Regions from separate parts of the Mus musculus genome. Here region 2 is linked to region 1. Evidence: chromatin contacts called from public Hi-C data. All regions are on one chromosome and are shown on one strand. Each heading gives the region's core, a stretch centred on a gene start, on an enhancer-like site or on the middle of the called end of the contact. The rest is flanking DNA. Distances are from core to core; before and after follow the strand shown. Region 1 overlaps Sfswap (splicing factor SWAP). Region 2 holds the start of Mmp17 (matrix metallopeptidase 17).

Region 1 (4,311 bases), core at 1,069-3,568:
ATTTTTATAATATCTTTGCAAAAACTTGAAGATGGCTTCAATTTTGCAAGATGAAAGAGGCGCCAGAGATCAGTCAAGTAACAATGTAGATGTACTTAATACTACTGGGCTGTCTATTCAAACACAGTTCACAACATTATCCAAAAAGTCACACTTAGAATACTGCAAGTCATGTGGCTAAATAAGATGCTATTACAAGAAAAAGAGGGAGTTGCTAGAGAGTCAGCTCCGTGGATGAGAGTACATATTGCTCTCACAGAGGTTCCAAGTTTGGTTCCTAGCACCCACACTGGCTGGCTTATAACCATATATAACTCCAGTTCTAGGGGATCCAACTCCCTCTTCTGGCCTCCATAGGCACTGCACACATACACGCAGATAAACACTCATGTATATAAAAGAAACCCACAACAACAACAAACAACAGCAAACTTTTAAAAAGTGGCACCTACTACAGAAGATCTGGGTAGTATAGCCCTGCAATGCAGGTACCTGGTTCAGGGCTGCCTGTGATCTTTGATGCTAGGCTGCCATCCTCAGGACAAGCCAGAGGCCTTGCTACCTTCAAATGATACACAGAACTTCCCAAGGGTACTGCTTATTTCTCCATCTCGACATGGGGCCTTGCTCTGTTCCCAGAATGGCCTCTAAACTTTGGTCTCTAGTGAGCACCCTTCCTCAGTTTACTGAGGAGACAGGAGTACAGGAACAAAGCACCATGACTGACCAGGTCTGGGTTTTTAAGTGAGTGAAAATAGGTGATAGTATGCTAATAAATGTATTTCTTTGAGTACTGCAAAAATCCACACCAAACGAGGCAACAGAGAAAGTGCCCCAGGTTCCCAGGCCATCTAGGCAGTAACATGGAAGGAAGGGTGAGCTGCTAGCGTGGAGGCACACCTGGAAGCACTTTTCCAGCTATTCACAAGCTTACATGTGCAATAACCCAGAGCAAGGCTGGTGCCATCTGCCTAACCACCCAGGGCCCTATGCTTGCTAGGCAGCTACTCCACCAACAGAGCTACACTCCAGCCCTATCTAATCATCTTCCAGAGCCTTCAGCTCTTGAGCAGGTATGTGCTGAGGATCCTGAAACTTTCCTAAGACACAACTACGACATTAAAGGAGACATGTTTAAAAAACTCACAGGTCACAAGCTGAGAGCTTCTGAGAGTCAGCAGTGAGCCACCTTCCTGGCCGTCCCTGGTGCTGCACCCTGAAGGAAGATGCAGGGCCACTGACTCTGCTCTGAGGCTATGTACCATTCAGGCAACGCCCTCAGTCCCTCCTGTACCATTCATGCCATGTCCTTCCACCTCCTTCCCACCTCTAGCTGGCTGACAGGCACCCCTCAGCCTTTCCCAAGGCTAAAGGCTTGCATTCTATTCCCGTCTCCAGTCCTGGGCTACATCTAAGAACTCTTCACTCGGCACTCTTAACTGGAGAGGTCACTCATGTTCCAAACCAACTGTGTCCAGAACTGCATTGGGCTTTCATCTACACCCTTTCTGTCCTACAGCTCTGGTCTAGGAAATGTCATGCCTCCAGTCAGATTTCCTGGGCCTCTTGGCTCAGCAAGCTTCTGTCTGGGAGGTGTTCCCACAAGCTCCTTCTTCCTCCTCTTCTGGGGCCTCTGTGAGAATCATCCCAGCTCATGCCAGCTTTCTCTAAGTCTTTGGTCAATCCCTTCCTAGGATTCTTGGTTGGAAACCCCTGTATAGCCACTGTGCTGTGGGAACATCTGCCATTGTAAACAGCACTGAGCCCTGCATGGCTATTTATTACACACAAATACTCATAAAGGCTTAACTTGCAAAGCAGTCACAGGAAGAGTGACCACAGAAATGATTAATGGAGTTAAACTACTACAGTAATAGAAGTTAGGCGAGCAGGCTATTCACCCAACATCCTGCTGTGCTGTGCACACCCGTCTTGGTATAATTTAAGATGAAACAGTGTATTTGTGATGGTACTAGGTGGCCTGGGCACAAGGATATAGCAGTGGCAGATGACTTTAAAAGGGTCTTTTGAATGTAAACCCCTAGCCACAACACATGAGGACAATTCCTAAGTGACTAGTGGAAGGGAGACTAGCCTACAGGCTGGGTCAGCTGGACGAAGGGGACAATTCCGGTCCCGGTGGGAAGGTCTGTGACTGTTCAAGATCTTATCATATAACTCATTATAGCAGTGCACAATTTTAAAATTTTGAGTTGCTTTATTTCTGGAATTTTCCATTGAACATCCTCAGACTGGATCCCACGGAAAGCAAAACTGCAGATGCAGAGCCTGCTGCCTCTTCCCTGTTTCCCATCTGTTTTGTTCTCTAGCATGCCAGTGCCAAATGGAAAGGCTGTGCAAGCATTCCTGACATAGCACTGGCATGGACACACTGTTCCATGAATGCTCCAGTTGTACAGGAGAGAACAGGCAGTATCAGCCGAGGGCAAGGGCTGGGAAGTTATAGCACAGAGCACTCCAGACTGGAGGGAAAAACACATCTACATCATACTAGGTCCTTCCCACTATCTATCTAAGGGTTGAAATAAAAAAATGTATCTTCCAGCATAGTCTCTTGTAACAAGTTGTAACAAGGATGTGCCCCAGCAAACAAATGAGAACCCCAAAGAGACAAACACAGGAGCTAGTACAGTCGGGCGATGGAGAAGCCACAGGAAAGCCTAAGGCTGGAGGCTGACAACACAGCCCCAGACTAGAGTAGCAGACTGGGAAAACAGCTGCCAGCAGCTAACACACAGGTGTACAGTGACGGATGGACCAGCTTCTGTCTTTGGCTTCAGCAGCAGCCACCCAGGCTTCGAAAGATGGCATTATTAGAACTTAAGATGATTCATCTTGACTGGTAGGCCTGTAAGGGTATTTTCAGGAAGGATTAACTGAGGGGAGAGGACCCTCCCTCAGAGTAGGTGGCACCTTTCTGCAGCAAATCAAACAGGAAGAGGCGGTCCAAAAGAAGAGGCACTGCTGCCCGGTCCACCTCTGCTTTTTGCTTGTAAGTGCACCCAGTTCTCCTATTACTGCTGCCATCCATCATCTGACTCAGCCTCTTCGGCCTTGCCCCAGGGGGAGAAGACCAATGACTCCCCAGTACTCCCCTAGGCTTTCAGTGGGGACTCCAGCAGCCTTATGAACTGTGCACCTATATTTGGTTCTCAGCCTTCAGTGGGTAGATGGCTATTATGACACTACCCAGACCAGTCTGTGCCAGTCCTGTGAATCATCTTGTAACATACACACTCTATTCTTTTGTCAAGAGAACCATGCCTAATACAGACTGTGGTACCAGGAATGGGTCCAAAATAACAGCAACAATCCCTGAAACAATCCAGCTGCTGTGCCACTTGGAACACATGGTCTAGCAAACCTGATGGCACTGCTGCGTTGTCAGTGCTACATGGGGTAATGGTTGGGTCCTTTGAGGACCGCACAGGGGAATCACAGTGGAGGCCTTTGGAACTTTGGAACAAGGCCTTGCTCTCACCCACAGACAATGATTTTGAGAGAGAGCTCTTGGCCTGCTATGGGGACTTAGTGGAAACCTGAGAATCTGACAATGGGCTATTACCACATGACTTGAATTGCCCATCATAGGCTAGGCATTACCTACTAAGCCATAAAGTTGGACATGCAAAGCAGCAAAGCGACATCAATCGGAAGTGATAATATTTATGTAACTGAGCCCAAGTAGGTCATAGATGAAGTTACCCAAATGCCTATGGTTCCAACTACTCCAACAATGCCTTCTGTCTCCATGAACTCACTGCGTCAGGAGGCATGTTCTGTGACTGGACGACTAAAGAGAACAAAAGTGAGGCCTGATTTATGAATAGTGCTACCCTATGTAGAGTCCATTCCCCAGAAGAGGATAGCTAACTGTAGTATTACAGCACCTTTCTGGGACAACCCTGAAGGAAAATCCTGTGGTAGGCACAACTTTGGGCAGGGCAGAGTTGTATATTTTTAGTATTATTTTTATTCTCTTTATGCATGCATGCATGTTATTGGTGTGCACTGAGGTCAAAGGACAACCTGTGGGAGATAGTTCTCTCATTCTACTATATTGGTCCTGGGAATTGAACTCAGGTTGTCAGGCTTGGTGGCAAGCAAGCACCTTTAACTCAATAAGCCATCTTGCTGGCCATATACATTTCATTTGGACAGATGTACAATTTATACACTGACACAAAGGGCATGCCCAGTAGTTTGGATGAACAGCTGCAGACTTGGAAAGAACATGATTGGAAAATTGGTAAGATAGACATTTGGGGAAGAGGAATATAAACAGATCTC
Region 2 (4,311 bases), core at 610-3,109, 49 kb before region 1:
GTTGGTGACCCTGGAGTGCTCAGGAACTCAGTAGGGGAGGGGAAAAGTCGGATGAAGCCCACAGGTGCCAGGGGGAGGAGCCAACCCCACCTCAACCACCGAGGTCCGCTGCTGCAAACTTCCTAAGTACACTGGGCCTGATTAAGAACTTGGATGGGCAGGGGCTCCCTCGCCCTGACTCCTCCCTCGCTCTGTCTCCTGTCCCCTAACCAGTCCCGTTAGAGATACACTGAAAGCTTGAAGGAAGACGGTGTGTGTGTGGGGGGGGGGGGGGGGGAGGGTGCGTCTGGACTCTGTTGTCACCCACCAGAACTGGGTCTGGATGTCCTAATGCTCATGGCATCGGGGAGCCAGCTATGAAAGCCTAGGATCAGGAACGTGAGGAACCCCTATTTTAGAGGCCACTGGAGTGGGAAGAAGCCACCTCAGGGGACCCTCAGACATCTGCAAGTGGGCAGAGAAAGCATGGGTCGCTGCCACCTCAGATGCCTGGGGGGTGGCAGAGTCTGCCCCTCTCAGATCCAGGGGCAAATGTTGCCAAACTGGAGGTTGCTCCCGCCCCAGTGTCTCCTCCAGCAGGAAATCTCCATGACACCTTGCCTAGACCTGAGGTGTAGGAGTCCTCGTTGCCAACCGCCCGTGGAAAGCGGACTCTGCCAGGACCCCATTAGGATATTGGCTGGCTTGTGCCAATCAGGAAGCCGCGCCTGGCCGGGTCTCCAGATCTAAGGAACCCAGGCCGGGGCCTCCTCCTCCTCCTCGAAAGCGGGCTCTAGTCACCGCGCGCGCCTTTGCAGAGGGCTTCGCGGGCCTGCGGAGCCATAAAGTCTGATCGAAACCTTCCGGGTCTCCTGCGGGTTTCCAAACCCGACTTCAGTCAGGAGGGTGGGCAAGAGGTGGGAAGAAGCCGGTACCCGGGTCCCCAAGCTGGAGTGCCTAGCTAAGCTCTGGCAGTGGGAGTTGGCGGGATGGGGACGGCAGCGGGCTTGACACAGCAGAGGTTGTCACCCGCACCGGCGGGACAAGGCCGATCGCTCCGGTGGAGGAGGGAGACGGGGTCGCGGCACGCTCGCCGTGCGGGAGGCTCTTCTAACATCGTCAGCGGGGCAAACTCGGGAACCCCAGGTTTTCCGGACGCCCACAGGCGCGTCCCCGGCCTGGGGTGCGCGCCCCTGACCTCCCACTCCGGCCGCGAAGCTCGCGGGGCGCACCGCTCCGGGCGTCTGTGACACCGGTCACCCCGCCAGAGGTCTCTGTGGAGCTGCTTTTAACCAGAGACCAGGCTCCGGCTGGGCGACCACCTCCCCGGGGCGCCCGCGGCTGCGGCGCACGACTGCACGGAGCGGGAAAGGGACCGGCATCCTCCTAGACCTGCAAGCGTGAGCCTCGAGCAGCCCGAGCCCCAGCCTCAGTTTCTCTGTCTTAAAAATGGGTTCCCCCCCACACCCCCGCCTCACCGGGATTCGCGCACCTCTCCGAAAGGAGCAAGGGCGAGTCTCCCTTCTCCCTTGCACCTCGTGAGCGCCTGGGGACTCGGCTCCCGAGTGCCCAGGGTCCCGTGCCCCTGTCGTTCACTCACCACCCCGAGGCTGAGGTCCTCCGCGCGGGGCGCGGGCGCTGCGCAGCCCCCATGGGCCGCCAGCGCCAGTACAAGCAGCAGTGGTGGCAGCCCCGGCCCGGGGCGTGGAGGGCCAGGTCCCCGGGGGGACCCAGGTCCCCGCGGGCGGCGTCCCATCCCGCTCTCCCAGGTCGGGTGGCGAGGGTCCCCGCACCCGCCAGCAGCCAGCTCCGCGCCTCGCTCGGCTCCGCGCCCGCACCGCTCCGCTCCGCGGGACTGAGCCGCGCGCCCGCCCGCCTCCGGGGCAGGGCCATGCTAATGTATGCTAATAAACATCGCCCCGCCCACTCCCTTAAAGGGGCCCCCGCGCGGGCGGGACCCGGTAATGGCACAGAAGCTTTGCCCACCCCGAAGGCTGGAGCACTGCTGCAGACAGGGAGCCGGCGGATCGGGCTGCGAGTGTCCTAGAGTTCTCTGCCGTCCTCTGGACGCGCCCCCTGGTCGCCTGCTAGAACCCTTGGTTTAGTTTCAGGTCACTTAGGACCTAAAGACCGCTGCAGCGCGCGTGATGGGCACACGGGGGAGCCCGCGGGCCACAGAGTCTTGGGGCGAGTGGGAGTAAGCACCCCGATTCTGAGAGATCGGAGGTGGGGGAGGGGATTAGTGTGATACAAGAGAGCGTAGGAGGGAGCGGGGGCATGGGGTGGGATGGGATGGGTGAGCGTGGGCGGGAGTAGGGGCTTAGGACGGGAGACTAGGCCGAGAGCACACCTGAGTCCTGTATGGAGCCTTGGGCACAGAGCACCTTTTCCCCTTAGTCCGCCAGGGAGCATCTAGCCTCTGCTGCTGAGGGTCTGCATCAGGTGTGAAAAAAGAGACTTTGTTTTGAGGGGCGGGGAGTGAACCCCCCATGCTTCCGGCGGGCTGGACCCGTTCTATCTCCGTGAGCCGGGAGGCTATGAATAGCAAACATTAGCTGGGATCTGGCACCCGCTCAGCACTTTACAGATGAAATTTTCTTTCTCGCAACCCGTAAGAAGTGGAAACCATAGTTCCCAATTTGTACACAAAGAAACTGAGGTCCAGAGAAAATAATACCTAAGTAGGAGACAATGTGGAGTGACAATGTGGAAACTGGCTGGGCCAAGGGACAGAGTTCAAAACCAGCGCCCTCCCACCCCAAGCCCCCGCCCCAGCGGCTGGGTCTCCAGCCCCTTCCCCGCGGGTTTCTCTAGTCCCTCGGTGTCGTTAGGATTACAGTCTATTTATTGTTTGCACGCGGACACTGAGGTTTAGATGATGCCTCTAAAGGAGAGGGTGGGTGACTCCCTGCTTTGAAGGCAAAGTTCCCTCCCTCAACTCCCAGCTGGTGTCTATCCATACCCTGTTGCTCTCGGGGGTCTGGGTGGTTTGGGGAGAAGATTAGATTCTGCACCAGCTTGAGATGGGTCCGTGGGTTGGGGGGTGGGAGGGCGGGGGTTAGGACCTTGACACGAGAAAGCCCTAGAGACAGAGAGTGCGCAGCCACAAGACAGTAGCATCTCCCGGGTGTTTAGCTATGTGGAACAAACTCCCTATCAACCCGTGGAACAGTACTGCCCACAGTTAGTTAAAAATGGGTCTTCCTATCTCAATTAACCTAATCTGGATAATCCCTTCGAGGCGTGTCCAGAGGCTAACCTAATCTAGATAATCTCTCACAGGTGTGCTGGGAGACTTGTTTCCTAGGAGATCCTACAGCCCGTCAGGTTTACAATATTAATGCATGACATTAGTTCATGCTGCATTAGAAGGAAGGTCGGTTCGGTCCCTAGGGAGAAGATCGATGCTCTCCTGTTAGACAAGAAGAGAGAAACGTATTGCATTCGTAGGCCCTCTGAGATCAGCTTCAAAGCTCGGGTGGCCCCATCTTCTATCTGTTCTGAGGTCTCTGGGCCTCTCCTAAATGATGTCCCTATGTGGAAAGGAAATCTCAGAGAAATGTGGAGCAAATTGGGGACAAAAGAACTGGTTCAGGAATGGGTGGCTCTAGGGGCTCTGGCTCCAGACCCTTGTCCCCTTGACTCTGCCAATTCTAACTGGTACCTCCTCCCAAGGTGCCCTGCCTTTGCCTATCTGGCTCTGGGAGTTTCTTCCAGGTCTCCTATAGTTTGGTAAATGTCTACTTGACACTACAGATATACTCTTAGATGGATAGGAATCTTTTTTGGTTTGTTTAGAACTGTGTCCTGCTTCAGCCCCCGAGTGCTAGGATTTTAACTGTGTTCTCCCATACCCAGCTAGGATGGGGGTCCTTGTAGTTATAATTGAGTTAAAAAAAAACTTGAGATAAGCTCACTGGGGATTGTCTAGGTGACCCCCAAATCCACTGTCAAGTGATCTGATAGAAGCAGAGGAGGCCCGGACATGGTAGCAGGACTTTGAAACTCCAGCGTTTGGGGAGGCAGAGGCAGGAGGATGGTGAGCTGCAGGCCAACTGGGCTCGAGAGTTTTGGAAGTGGTTTTAACAAAACTCCAAAGGAGCAGACGAAAGAACAGGGGAGAAGCCACAGGAGAGTTTGTTGGCTTACAGACAATTTTGCTAGACTCTTCCCAGCGACCGAGCAACAGATTAGGTCATCATATGGCTCTCATCACCTGACAGCATATAAGAGAAGTACCCCAGCCCCTTTCTCTGTCTCTCCCCACTCTCCCCATCTCCTGTCTAACTCCTCTCCCCCCCCCTCTTTTTCCCTCCCCCTTCTCTGTTCTCA

The links. Hi-C and Micro-C count contacts between places; a contact is called where the count stands out from the background.
Region 2: a contact with region 1 is called in a Hi-C map of cortical neurons, with 2.7 times the contacts expected there. The contact joins the promoter of Mmp17 here to the enhancer-like site in region 1. A contact is called at or near these places in 1 of 39 promoter capture datasets (hippocampal neurons), 9 of 484 Hi-C or Micro-C datasets (CD4 T cells, cerebral cortex, cortical neurons and 3 more), 4 of 115 datasets of contacts at active chromatin or transcription factors (embryonic stem cells, memory CD8 T cells and neural progenitor cells) and 3 of 9 other capture datasets (adipose tissue, liver and pancreatic islet).

The regions. Positions count from the first base shown.
Region 1 is chr5:129,532,733-129,537,043 of GRCm38.p6, reverse strand. The region is part of intron 7 of Sfswap (splicing factor SWAP); the gene reads right to left. Among named protein-coding and RNA genes, the nearest start is that of Sfswap, 34 kb to the right of the region's middle. Within about 2 kb of position 2,318, at least 69 of the 459 cell types and tissues checked have an H3K27ac peak or open chromatin away from gene starts, as enhancers often do. A contact at or near this core is called in adipose tissue, cerebral cortex, cortical neurons and 3 more, where this site is marked.
Region 2 is chr5:129,581,717-129,586,027 of GRCm38.p6, reverse strand. It overlaps Mmp17 (matrix metallopeptidase 17), which reads right to left and starts at 1,859. Exons shown (of 10, transcript NM_011846.5): 1 at 1,580-1,859. The coding sequence starts at 1,735.